3 separate regions of the Drosophila melanogaster genome follow, and all the other regions are linked to region 1. A link is a contact called in public Hi-C and targeted proximity ligation data. All regions are on one chromosome and are shown on one strand. The core of a region is the stretch at or near the end of the contact, and the rest is flanking DNA. Distances in the headings are between cores, read along the strand shown.

Evidence for each region. Hi-C and Micro-C count contacts between places; a contact is called where the count stands out from the background.
Region 2: a Hi-C map of the Kc167 cell line shows a contact between it and region 1, with 2.0 times the contacts expected there. A contact is called at or near these places in 2 of 107 Hi-C or Micro-C datasets (the Kc167 cell line and embryo).
Region 3: a contact with region 1 is called in a targeted proximity ligation map of the Kc167 cell line, with 5 times the contacts expected there. A contact is called at or near these places in 15 of 107 Hi-C or Micro-C datasets (the Clone 8 cell line, the Kc167 cell line, the ML-DmBG3-c2 cell line and 4 more) and 1 of 7 datasets of targeted methods (the Kc167 cell line).

The regions. Positions count from the first base shown.
Region 1 is chr3R:4,904,349-4,908,744 of dm6, reverse strand. Gnf1 (Germ line transcription factor 1) reads right to left here and starts at 2,123. Exons shown (of 4, transcript NM_079505.3): 1 at 2,023-2,123; 2 at 626-1,956; 3 at 1-497. The coding sequence starts at 2,031.
Region 2 is chr3R:4,716,891-4,721,286 of dm6, reverse strand. It overlaps lncRNA:CR44923 (long non-coding RNA:CR44923), which reads left to right and starts at 1,888. Exons shown (of 1, transcript NR_125068.1): 1 at 1,888-2,698. Nep2 (Neprilysin 2) reads left to right here. Exons shown (of 9, transcript NM_001275331.1): 6 at 1-306; 7 at 572-822; 8 at 877-1,063; 9 at 1,183-1,829. The coding sequence ends at 1,334.
Region 3 is chr3R:4,746,654-4,751,049 of dm6, reverse strand. It overlaps tacc (transforming acidic coiled-coil protein), which reads left to right and starts at 1,994. Exons shown (of 10, transcript NM_169016.3): 1 at 1,994-2,259. The coding sequence starts at 2,167. It overlaps atms (antimeros), which reads right to left and starts at 1,015. Exons shown (of 6, transcript NM_001275334.1): 1 at 996-1,015; 2 at 164-256; 3 at 1-101. It overlaps mir-9384 (mir-9384 stem loop), which reads left to right and starts at 2,327; the gene lies at 2,327-2,386. CG44098 reads left to right here. Exons shown (of 5, transcript NM_169018.2): 5 at 1-641.

The DNA.
Region 1 (4,396 bases), core at 874-3,373:
CGAGGCGAGGCCTCTGAAATCGCAGATCGTAGCAATAGTTAACCAGGGATCGAATTTTTGGATGGTTGCGATCATTACACATGCAAATAATTGGAATAGAGCTATCCTTGATCAAGGCAATCAGCTCCTGCATTCCACCACGGTCCTCGTTACCGGCCATGCCATCAACTTCGTCCATTATGAGCACATGCTTGCGGGAGACCGCTTGGCCTTGCCCTGTAAAGTAACCGGAGAGGGATTTGTTGCTCAGCAGCGTGGACACTTCATCCTTGAGCAAGCGTTTGCTGCGTGTGTCGGAGGCGTTGAACTCCACCGCATCGAAGCCAAGCTCCTTCACTACCAGAGTCGCCGTCGTGGTCTTTCCTATTCCAGGGGGTCCCGAAAGTAGGGCCGCCTTGTAGAAGCTGCCGTCGTCGTTCTTGGCCCAAGGATTGGGCCGTTGGGGCTTCTTGTTTCCATCATGGTTAACATACCACTTGGACAACCAGTTCATCAGCCTAGGAAAATTAAAATAATGTAAAACTTTAACCCTCTCCTGTTTGGCTTTCAGTTTCAAATTGTGACTGTATAATAAATATATAACTTTGAAAGTGGAAGCTACCATTTATACATTTAGGTTACTCACTTGGTCACGTTGCTGGCGGCTCCTGCCTGGCCAACGATTTCTTTTATGCTCGTAGGCTTGTGCTTGTCCACCCAGGCCATCCCGACCACATCCAGAGTCTTCAGATCGGCAGTTCTTGGCGACGGAGGGTGTTCTTTCTGGGAGCTGGGCTCTTTTTTTACTTTCAAGGTAACAGCTGGTACATCATTAAGCTTATCCTTCGTCTCCTTCGGGGAAGTGTGTTCTTCCTTGACTTTATGTTTGGCGATATCATGCTTCTCGCCATATTTCAGTTTAGTGGCTTCCTTCTCCTTTTTATCACTGGACCTTCTAGAAGTCTTGACTTCCTTTTTCCCTTTCTCCTCGGAGCTGTGCTCCTTCTTCGGGCTTTTCTTCTCTTCCTTTACCTGCTTAGCGATTCCTGATTTCTCCCTGATTAGATCGAAGAGCCCGTCCTCGCTGAGAATGGGTATATTGAGTTCCTCAGCCACAGCTAATTTCTTTGGTCCAGCCTCTTCTCCTACGACCAGATACTTGAGTTTCTTTCCAACCACGGTCATCACCTTTCCGCCATACTCCTTGATCACGGACTCCGCCTCCTCTCGTTCCATGGACTCGAGGACTCCGGTTACGACAAAGGTTAAGCCACTCAGACAATCCGGGGATCCCTTTGGAATTTCTTTGCTGCCGGGGTTCAGGCACGAACTGCGGTTTTTGTACTTCTGGTAGAGCACGGCGGAAGCACGTTTACGCTCGTGGCGTTCCTCGTCTGTTAGGACACTGGATTCTAGATCTGCCGCAGGTTTCTCCTTCTTCACACGCGGAGTGGTGGCTTTGGATTTTGTTGACTTGGGTTTTGGCGGTTCCGGGCTGCTGTTCTTTGCTCTTTTAGGCGAGGGAGAGCTCCTGGTTATCGAGTGAACCTTTTTTTCGGGGGCAGCCTCTTTGATACTCTCGTCCAGATCAACTTCCATTAAACTCCGGTCAATGTCTTCGTTCTCGAACTCGAGAACAGCTTTGGTCTTCGGCTTGGGCACAATCACCCGTTTGGTTTCTCCACCGAAAAGCTCCGTAGGATCTACGTGCCGCTTAAGCTTGGAGAGCGCTGGTTTCTGCCCGTTCCTGGCCTTCTTCGCAATCGGTTCCGGTGTGGCGGCCACCACATCATCCTCGCTGGATGCTGTCTTCGAAGCCTTGCGTTTCTTGGTCTCCGGCGGACTGACCACCTCGTCCTCGTCGCTGGAAATTATCACGGCTTTCCTGCGTTTTGGCGCCTTCGACGGCGTCTCTCCATTTTCGGCCTCGGCACTTTTCGCCTTGGCCGGCAGCCGTTTGAAAAAGGAGTCAATGCCCTGGAACAAATGATTTTGTTAAATTGATGTTTTCACCTAGTGCCTGACTGTCTCTACACAACTTACGCGTTGCATTACGGCAGGAATTAATTATTATAAAATTAATGCTGCGAGCTTCAGAATACGGAACAGTGTTACCAGACACGAAATCCCCAGTGTAACCGCGTCGGTGACGATTGAAAAAAACTAGTATAAGTATTTTAAAGAATCAAAAGCACTGAACGTTATCGATAGCTCACTAAATGTGTGTCAAGATACAAAAGGTATAAAGTCGTCTGGGCAGCAAAAAAAAATTCGCAACGGTGAATTGCGAATGAAAAGGAAATAGAATTTATTGTTTTAAGCACGTACAGAAAAGAAAAAAGTCAATTTTATGAAAGAGGCACAAAAACTGGAAAGAAATTAAATGAACATAACACTTGTTGTGTTATTAAATATGATAAATAACCAATAAATCAATTTTGTCATTCTCTGTCACTGTAGCGAGGAATTGAAAAGTATTTTCCACTTTACATTCAGTTGGTTATCTAATCCAGTTGTAATCGATATTCCAACAAAAAAGTTCGGACGGCAACGGGCTGCACGTTGCAAATCTTAAAACTGATAAATCTATTGTTTATATATTTCTTTGTCTTTGATGACTTTGATTTCGTGAACCGTGTTATAATTTTATTTACATGAATGTTAATTTCACCAATTTTTTACTTCAAGTGCAGATCTACAGATCATATCGCATGCGATTTTCGATGTATTTAGCGAATACATCTTTAGCGGAGACATCCTTCACATATATGTATATTTGTTTTTAGCGAAGGCACCCTCCTGATATAAGGTTTTTGTCTTTGATAGAAATCAGAGGGGCTGTAAAATTTTCAAATGCTGAGCTCAATTTTTTGCCGAATACTTAATTACTATTTTATTTAGTTATTTTTATTTTATTATTTAGCTTCAACATATATTCTCTTTTAAATAGTTTGTTGTTCAATGTACAATTGTACACAGACCTGACACAATAGGGTGGCGAAAATAAAGGCGACTTCAGGAATAGAAGGAAGCGTTGAGATATAAAATAATTATTCATATTTCTGTCACGCTTCGAATACCATTATATACCTAAAATTAAGTTACCTTTCAACTGGCTACTCTTATAATCGTATTTTCAACATTATTGACTTATACCCATTACTCGAGGAGTAAAAGGGTATACCACATTTATACTATATATACTATAAACTAAATTTTTGAAGAATTTGATATTTTTTCATAATTTCATAAGTCATGTAAAGTTCTATCGATCTAAATTTGTATCCAAAGCCGCACAAAACTGCCACGCCCACTTTTGAAAACTTAAGATTTTTCTTCGTTTTATTATTTGCCTTGCCAATTTGAATTATTTCAATCAATTATGAAATTTGCGCGTCCGCATTCACTCTAGCTGAGTTACGGGTATCTGAAAGTCGGGGAACTCGACTATAGTATTCTCTGTTTTTTTTTTTTCTCAAAATGCGTTTAATTGGAAGACTGCAATAAAAGGTTTTTGATTTATTTTTTATTACAGTATGAATATGTTCTATATTTGTATAATTGAGCCGGTGCTTACGAAGTAGTCTAGAATGAGCATTTGATATTATTAGTATTACAAGTGGCTAATGCTTAATGCATTATGTACATATGTATTTTGGGCAGAGAAGCCGCTGCTGCTGCTGTTAACATTCGTATTATCCTGGCTTATAAGCCAAGATGATGGGCTTGGGCGTTTCGAACGCCATCACTATGCGAGTAGACTAAGATCCGGAGCAGGAAATGCCAGCCAGTTCGCGATTAGTCTATTAAAGCATATTTGGGCCGAGGCCAATGGGAACTTGGGTCATTTTGGCTAAAAGTTAAATGGTATAAACTAAGCATTATATTTTACACCTGCAGATATACTTTAGGTAACTGCCAACAGGACACTCACCTGTCGAGGGTCTAGTGTCGGTGTTTATATATAATAGCGATTCTGACACGTTTTGATTTGAGTTGCAACTACGCCTTATTCAAATGATAGTTAAAAAAGTTTATAGTTATAGGCAGAAGGACGCGTTTTCGACCATATAAAGTATATTCTTATCAGGATCAATAGACGAGTCGATCTGGCCATGTCCGTCTGTCGAACGTCGAGATCTCAGGAACTATAAAAGCTAGAAGAAGATTCCAGATACATAGAAGCAGCGCAAGATTGTTGGTTTATAAATATATTTTATTTTCACTCTTAATACATTTTTGTATATTTTAACAGAGTAGAATTTAATGCGAAATTGCGAAAATGCGAATAAATTTTTGTCAAAGGTTTCGAGGCCCTATATACATTACTGGATACTAACCTCTTAAAAATATCTCGAATTTCCATCTATATCTTTATGAGATATTTTCTTGGATCAATTCAGAAAGGCCTTAAAAA
Region 2 (4,396 bases), core at 639-3,138, 190 kb after region 1:
ACATCCTGGACGAGGTCAACTGGATGGACGCCAAGACGAAGAAGGAGGCCAAGCTAAAGCTGCACAGCATGGCCACCCACATCGGCTATCCGGACGAGATGCTCGACAACGAGAAGCTGGCCGCCTACTACGCCAAGCTCGACATCGATCCCGACAAGTACTTCGAGTCGTTCCTGGGCATGAACATATTTGGCACGGATTACTCGTTCAACAAGCTTCGTTTGCCGGTCAACAAGACGGACTGGGTTCGCCACGCTCGTCCGGCGATCGTGAACGCGTTCTACTCGTCCTTAGAGAACAGTATTCGTAAGTCCTACTCAAAAATAAATTCGGTGAAGGAATTCTGATAAAATTAGCCTTACTACCTTCTTATTCGCCACAGCAAGCTGTTTTTGAATAAAAATAAAATAGCTTTAAAGCTGAAACACTTTAAAGTCTCATAAAACTTAAATATTTGATTTGTGTACCTCCAGTTTCGATGAGGCAAAGCTTTTTCAAATAAGTTTCTGTAGTTTTGAAAACTAATAACGCGACCAGCAAATTCCCCACTACTAATTTTTTCCTTTTATAGAATTCCCGGCCGGCATCCTGCAGGGGCACTTCTTCAACGCCCAACGTCCGAAGTACATGAACTTTGGCGCCATTGGCTACGTGATTGGTCACGAGATCACCCATGGTTTCGACGACCAGGGTCGCCAGTTCGACGTGAAGGGCAACCTGCGGGACTGGTGGCACCCGGACACCCAGAAGGCCTATCTGGCCAAGGCGAAGTGCATCATTGAGCAGTACGGCAACTACACCGAAAGGGCCACGGGATTGAACGTAAGTGACTGCTCCGTACAGCGAACAAGGTCTCAGTGTTTTTTTTTCCCGCAGTTGAATGGCATCAACACCCAGGGGGAGAATATCGCCGACAATGGTGGCGTCAAGGAGTCATACATCGCCTACCGCAGATGGGCTGAGAAGCACGGACCGGAAGCAAAGCTTCCGGGATTGGACTACACCCCGGAGCAGATGTTCTGGGTGGCAGCCGGACAGACTTGGTGTGCTAAGTACCGAAAAGGTAAGAACATGCAAAGCAATCGTATTACCTACTCAGGGAATTTAACGCAGGAAACCAACTATCTTGCGGGATTATTTTGATCGGCTCCATGATAATCTAATCTGAATTTATTCTTTCAGAATCTCTCAAGATGCGTATTACTACCGGCGTGCATTCTCCATCCGAGTTCCGAGTCCTCGGGTCGCTCAGCAACATGAAGGACTTCGCCAAGGACTTCCATTGTCCAGAGGGATCACCCATGAATCCGGTCCAAAAGTGCGAGGTTTGGTAGGAACTGCTCCGGCAGTGACTACAGGGTATTGTGTCCGCCGTGACACGATTTGTTAATCTCAAGTGGGAATACGCATACAATATATGTATATAAGTGCCCATTATGCAAAAATCGTATTTAATAAAAATGTGTCTATATGTAAGGATTTCGACAATATTTACCGCTTTTTGTAATATTTGTCATCAATTGGATTTGTCTAGAGTATTTCACAATTAAAATAGTTAGGTGTCATTAACATTCCATTGGTCATAAAGGTATCAGCAATTGTGGAAAGTATTTCGCTAGCGTTGCGACAATATCGACATAAAGTTTTACATTTTACATTTTATTTTTAAGGCCATCTTTCGAATTCCAAGCATTTGTGTAGAATTGGTGGTAAGTTTTTGCTTGATAAATAATAATTGAATATATATTTCAAAATATTTTGTATTTCCAATTTGAAAATAAATATTAAACAGTGTTTTAGCCACTTTTTCATTCCAGCGGAATGCACACAATGATAATGTTTGATAATATTGTTTTATTAAGTTTTCTGCAGCGGAACACACCTTTGGGCTGTAAATTATGTAATCACTCGGAGGTCCCACGCAGTCGCCGGACTTTCGATTTATGAGCTTGTGCTCTTTATTGAATCAGTGGTCAAAGCTAAACTGAAAAACTTATCTGACTGTACTAAAGCTAACAGCATATCTTACCATATAACGGTGTTTATGCTGAATCTGCTTGTAAAGATTCTATGGTGATCTAATTATCACCCAAGACCGACTTAAGTTTACTCATTAATTGTCTTAACTACTCCCCCCTTAGAAGTATGACCGTCCTCGGTCATCTGGAACTTGTCAACCGACTTGTCGTATCTCTCGTGCATCTCGTCTCCTCCTCCCACGCAGCCCCGTTAACCAGATGTCGGTAGTTCCAGCCGCTTTCACTTTGTAACGTGTTACGAAATAAATTGATGAAAGGCAACCTGTATTTGCGGGTACACGCTTTAGAATTCGACTCTAGCTCATGGCGTTGGGTGTGGTGGTCGTTATTGTACAAATACCTTTTAGCTACAGACATTTATGAATAAGATCAAGAATTGAGTGTGCTTACAACAACAAAATGGAGGAACTAGTATACAAAATCAGAGGACGCAAATTAATATATTCGAAAGGAGACAGTTCTAGAAGAAGAGGAAAAGCTTGAGAATTGGTTGCTAGCGAAACACCGCTGTAGTCGTGTTCACGGATTGCCCTACCCTACCTATGACCGCTTACCTTAAGAGCATGGCTCTAGTGGCCCCTTTGTGCCCTATGTCCTGAGAAACATCAGCCCAGTTTAGTATTTATATTTTTAGAAATTCATTTTTTTTTTCATTCATGGTGGTGACTAATAATTAATAAGTAATGACTCATAATTATTTATAACTAATAATAAGTACATAATAAATTAAATAGGTACAGAATAAATACAAGCTAAATAAATAGCTTATATAAATGTAAAAATAAAAAAATATTAAATACTAAATTAAATTTAATTTGAATAAAATTTAAAAAAGTAAAACAGCCTCCTCCTCCGGTACACATTAATATAACTTATTGTAAGACCTTATAATATATAAATTAAAAATATAACCTTATTTCTCGTAGTGCAGAATGGCAATTCGGTCATTTTTAATTTTTCCGATGTAGGGTTAGGTCAAACAGAGTTCATCAAGCATTTTATATATATTTTCGATTTTTATATGTTGACTTCATCATCGCTATTTTTTCCTGCGCGCTTAACCTTACTCGATTTTTTTTGGCAAAAACTTAGACCGCGCACCGTTTTGTGGCGAGGAAAACTCACTCTAATAGTATATTTCCGCAATACAAAAAAAAAGTACACGCCCTTAGGTTATAATTTTACAACAAAACGAACTTTTCATGACTTGACTCCACGACTATTGTATTAGAAAAGAAATAAACGGAAACTTAAGCCGGGGTCTAAGCCATCGGCGGTAATCTGGATCAGCTTAAAGTCACTCTAACCAAGTTATCCCAAAACTTTCCGGGTTGCATATCGTCTAGTACATTCCCTATGCATTTAATATGACCCTTAATTAGAATATCACATCTGAGCGCAAGCTTCCAAAAGCTCGCCTTTGGGGAGCTTTCATAGTGATCTACCATAAGGGCTTGTCGCCACCACTGATCACTGATTAAAAATCATTTCTTATCCGCGGAGTATGCAGCATTTCGCCCGCATATGAGGGGATTATTGTCACACCCAATTCCTGTTCTTGGGGTGCCTGTTGTACTTAGCTTTAGTGCGTGTCTTGCAGTTTAAAACTTCTTCGTTGGCGAGTTTGACGAAGTTTTTGCAATGTCAAAATTTGGTTGCTGGGAATTCCGTCACTAAGGCATGCTGGATGCTTGCTACTGTGGGGATTTACAACTTATTTAATCAGTCCGAAAAGAGAGTCTTTATTTTGAAATTGGATAATGGGTCGGTTTTTGGTGTCAAAAGCTGGCTTGAGTCTTCCAGGATTATTTGATTTCTGTAATAGTTCAATGATTTATCGGTAGTTTCGAACGTGTAGGTCGACGACAGTTTACTGTGCACAGTGCCCGGGTCAGAATGGGGTTTGTTTTCCAAGAAATTAATTTTCTGTCGGGCCAAAGCGTCGGCTACATTTTTTTTTCCAGGCTTATAGAACACTTTGGGGCTGTGTTCTTCCTTTCCATCGTTTCTTATTTTTGCATTTCTGTTCCTCTCGGGTACATCGAAGGTGAGAGGCTGATGGTCCGTAAAAATCCGGATCTCTATGGTGCCGTATAGGTAATAGCCCAGACGATTGCTACTCCCTTTCGTCTGTTGCGTTATTAACCACGCAGTCTTTTAATGCGCGAGATATGATAGAGATTGGTCGTCCCTTTTGGCCTTGGGACAGTACCGCAGCGATACCGCTTGCTGAAGCATCTGGATATGTTGGTATCGCATCTTCCGCTCTTCTTTAAAAAAACTTCTGTAATAATTGGCCAGTCCAAAAAAGGACCTGAACAAAATTATGGTTCAGTGTACTCTTGAAAGGTTTTTAC
Region 3 (4,396 bases), core at 745-3,244, 160 kb after region 1:
GGCTATCCTCAGAAGACCTTAAATCATTCAAGTCTGGGATAAGCTTCAGCGCAGCCATAATTAGTAGTCTCATAAGAAAGTAAGTCAGATGTGGAGCACACCTTGAGAAAAAGGAGAAAGCCCAGTATTAAGCAGTCACTATTGAACCAAATCAAAAACGTACCGAATCGAACCTCACTGCACAGACAAACCATCTTTAAATGGTGATCCTTCTAAAGGCCTGTGGTTCCACATTAAGTGATTGTGTTGTAAACACCTGGAGAGAATTTCATGAAAAGACATACGAGTAGTTACACAATAATTATATATTATGGACAACTTTTATTAATTACCTTAATCTAATAATACTAATTGATTAGAACAACAATAATATTAACCTACACATTGAATAATTTACATTCGTTACGTATTGTAATTATCAATTACCAAGCTAATTTAAAATAAAACAATTAGTAGTTTTCAGGCTCTACATAAATACACAAGGCATAAATTACAATACATAATATTTTTAAAGTTGCATCACCTAGTGAATACGCTTAGCAACTTGTTGAATGTTATCATATATTGGTTACTACATAAAAGGAAGTGTTATACATGGCAAAAGAGCAATATTTTTCTAATAAAGCATCATCATAAAAACGAATTGATTTATTTTTTATCGTTGTTTGTTTTTTGTTTAATTAACGAGGGATATCTGTTATATCGATAGAAATTGAAAAAAAATATATATTAAAACAAAAAGAAGTTTTAAATTTGTAGAAGTGTGGGCGGTTTGTGGGCGTCAGAAGGGGCGTTGCTTTTGTTGGTAAATCGGTACAAATTTACAAAACCAATAAGAAAATCAAAAACATTTCCTAAAAGTGTGGGCATAGCAATCTTTGGCAGTTTGTGGGCGTGGCAAGAAGTGTTCTGGCAAATCGATAGGACCGAAGTTTGGAACCTTCATGGCCAATCTCAACTTTCTAGCTCTTATACATGCGTACTAATGTACATACATAGTTCCTGAGATCTCGAAGTTCATACGGACATGGACGGACCGATCCTGGTTAAGAATAAATAAATACTTGTTCACTATTAGTTAAATTTCCAAATATATAACTTTTCGGAATCCCGAACGGTTGAGTCGTTGAGTTACGCGGTTGCATTACAATTCTCAGAAGGCAACAAAATAGGGTGACGGTGTTGCCAGCCCTAATAAAGAGAAACATAATCGTCGAGTAGAAGTGCTCTCGTTTATGGATTTAAGAGAATGAAGTGCCTAGTTTTATACTTTAATATTAAATATTTGGACTTTCTGCGCTAATAATACGGCAGACTCCGAAAATATGTACAATACGATGCATATAAATCGTTGTTATATAAGGTCACTTTCCGAAATATATTCCTATAAGTTATTCTTTATAAAAATAATATCAAACAACAACACATCTTAACTTTATTGTGATAAAAGATGATTTTACATTTCACTACATAAAAAAATTGAGCAGTCGTCACTACTTCAATACAACATATCCAATATCAATATTTTACTGCAGCGTGTCAAATGTTTGTTTAAAAAAGCGTATTAACTGTGTCAAATGTAAAATTTTTTTTGGCACAATAATGTACTTGAAAACTTTTATATGCGATCTACCTGTGTTATACTTTAAACTTTTGACTTGTACTCTTCAAGTATCGTGTGCTAGAAATATAAAATGCAGTATTATAATACTGTGTATATCTACATAAGTAGGTAGCAAACATTATATTCTCGGTGACAAAAGTGATTATGGTAATAATACCAAAGCTACTGTTCCCTTTTTAATTCCAATTCTTTATTTTGACCGACTTTCATTTACTTGAAAATTCGTTGAAAAAAAAAATAAAGAAAAACTTGGATTTTATTTAACCATTCATAGATCGAAATATTGTGTAAGTGCAATTAAATAATGTTATTAATAACATGCTAGGTAACATTTGCCCTCTGGTATTTTTTCCCTGCTGGCAATTTGGCCACACTGTCACTTATGCTTCTTCAAATTGTAGCGGCATTTTCGCCAAAGCAACGTTGGAAATTCGCGTCACCAATTTCATATTGCGATAAATAAGAGTTTTATCCGAAAACGTATAGCTTAACTGTGTCATCGGCCTGTAGAAGAGCGCTGCCTGCCGGGATACACATATGCCATGGAATTCGACGACGCAGAAAATGGCCTAGGAATGGGATTTGGTGGTCGCGGCGTTCTGCGGGAGATCAACAAAAACGATGGCGGCATTAAGGTAAGTTAATAGCTGGACTTGGAGGCGTGCTCCGTCCGCGATGTACCAATGCAGCCACTTTCGGCAGAGGCATAATTCAACTCACACGTCTACAGGTACATATGTGTGTGTTCGGTTATGTACTTTGTACATATGTGTGGGTATGCTGCGTCGCAGGCTGTTCTGCTATTTTCTTTATTCGCAATTGTTCATCGTAAATACATATGTACATATAAATTTCCATTATTCGCTGTTCCTATTAGCTCTGAGGCAGCTGTCGCGAACGAGAGTTCTCTAGTTGATCGGTGTCCGCCGGACATTGTCCATCCCAGGTGACCAGTTTCCCCGATCTGCCATAGCCATAGGAGAATGGGCAATAAGCCGGGCAAGACACGGAAACCGAGGGCCTTGTCCGGGAAAATTACCATAAAGGCGGACGACGGACGAGGGAATCGGGTATGCCAAGGGAAAATCAAAAGTTACTTATTCTTCCTTCTATATATTTGTCTCTTGAAATTTCCACTCTCCAGATGGTGCACTTTCCATTTAAAAATGCTAGTGTGTATCGCTATTATGCCAATAAATCAGTTGGCGGCTAACGGCTGCAAAATGTCAGTGCCTAATGCGGTTTACAGTCCAAAAAACGCCCATCTGAGGATTTAAGTTTGACTAAATGTCATTTAACTCCATCTTCCCTTTTGCCAACAAAAATGCTCATTATAAAGGATCTACAGATGGTTTCCACCCCTTTCCACATTTGCCTATTTTTAGATCAGTTTATAGTTGGCTCTTCCTCAATATTTGTTTTCTTTTATTTTCCTGAGTTCTATTGGATATTCGAATTGCAGCTTAAGGTTCAAATTCCACTTGTATTCTATTCTATTGTATTTATTGTGTTTTCTGAAATCAGTATACTCATTTGTGGCCACTATTTGGATTCCACTCAAGGCTTATATGCTTCAACAAACTACATTGGTTTTAAATTCACCCTGAGCCGGGAACCGTGTGATATCTTGTCACCTGTCGCGCGCTGCTTGGATAACGCTAGAGCCAACATCTAACTATTCCCCCCTCGTCAAGGCCCATCGTGTGGGATTCCGTTTCATTGCTTACATTTTCTCGCCAAACATGCAAAGTCAGCCGTTGGGCAATGTGGAGCTTGCAGATAGTGCGCCATGATGCGCAACAATGGCTGTGGGATTGCATGTCATCTGGGACCCACCAGGCCTCTACACTTGAAACAATGTGATGAGCCAAATCAACATATTTATTATTTTAGAGCACTCTACTTGCCTCTACTGGTATATCTTTAAGAGAAAGCATTTTGCAAATAAGACTGTTCTCCAAAAATCCTATGGAAAATGTGCAAAATAATTCTGTCATCAAAGCGTTGAATTTGCACCAAGTTCCTCCAGTTGATTTGCGAAGACAATATAAGCAGTCGGCGGTCGCCGTATTCTCGTATCCCATTTATTTATCCCCTTCTTTAAGTGTTTCGACTTATTTGCGGTGTCTTGCACTTTCACTGCTGCCTTTCAGTCTGAATTTCGTCTGAGGCCTGTATAGTTTTTCAGTTTTTCACTGCAGTTCAGTCAAAAAGGTTGTCAACTTGAGCCCGCTCTTTTGACATTATTATTTTATAAATGTTGCCCACGACCTCGACCGTTTCCAAAATGTATTTCATATATCTAAGAGAAGTGTGTTTAAATGGATCAAGTGTGTGTTGCCCTCTAGCTTCATAAAACCCAATATATTTTCTCGAAATAGAAAAGGGTAACTATTCCAACCATAGAAAGGATAAGATTTCATCTTCAGAATCACCAGCCAAGTCTATCTGGCCACTAAGACTTATATTATTTATATGCTAATAAAATCTTTGAAGGGTATATTTCTCGTAGCTCCAAAAGCTGAGTAATGGGTAGTCGAGAAAAACGACTGAGTTCTCTGTTGTTTTGATTTAATTTTCATTAGGAATATTTGTGCTTAAAAGTTCAGAGTATAACTTATCGGAACTATTTCAAGACTAAGGATGTGCTAAATAAATGTTTTAAGTTGGTATGAAATCCATAATGTGTAATATACAAAGGTGTCTCTAGCCGCCGTCTCACATGTGAAAACATATGGCAGTATTATAAATGGAAGAGAGGACCGTGCTGAT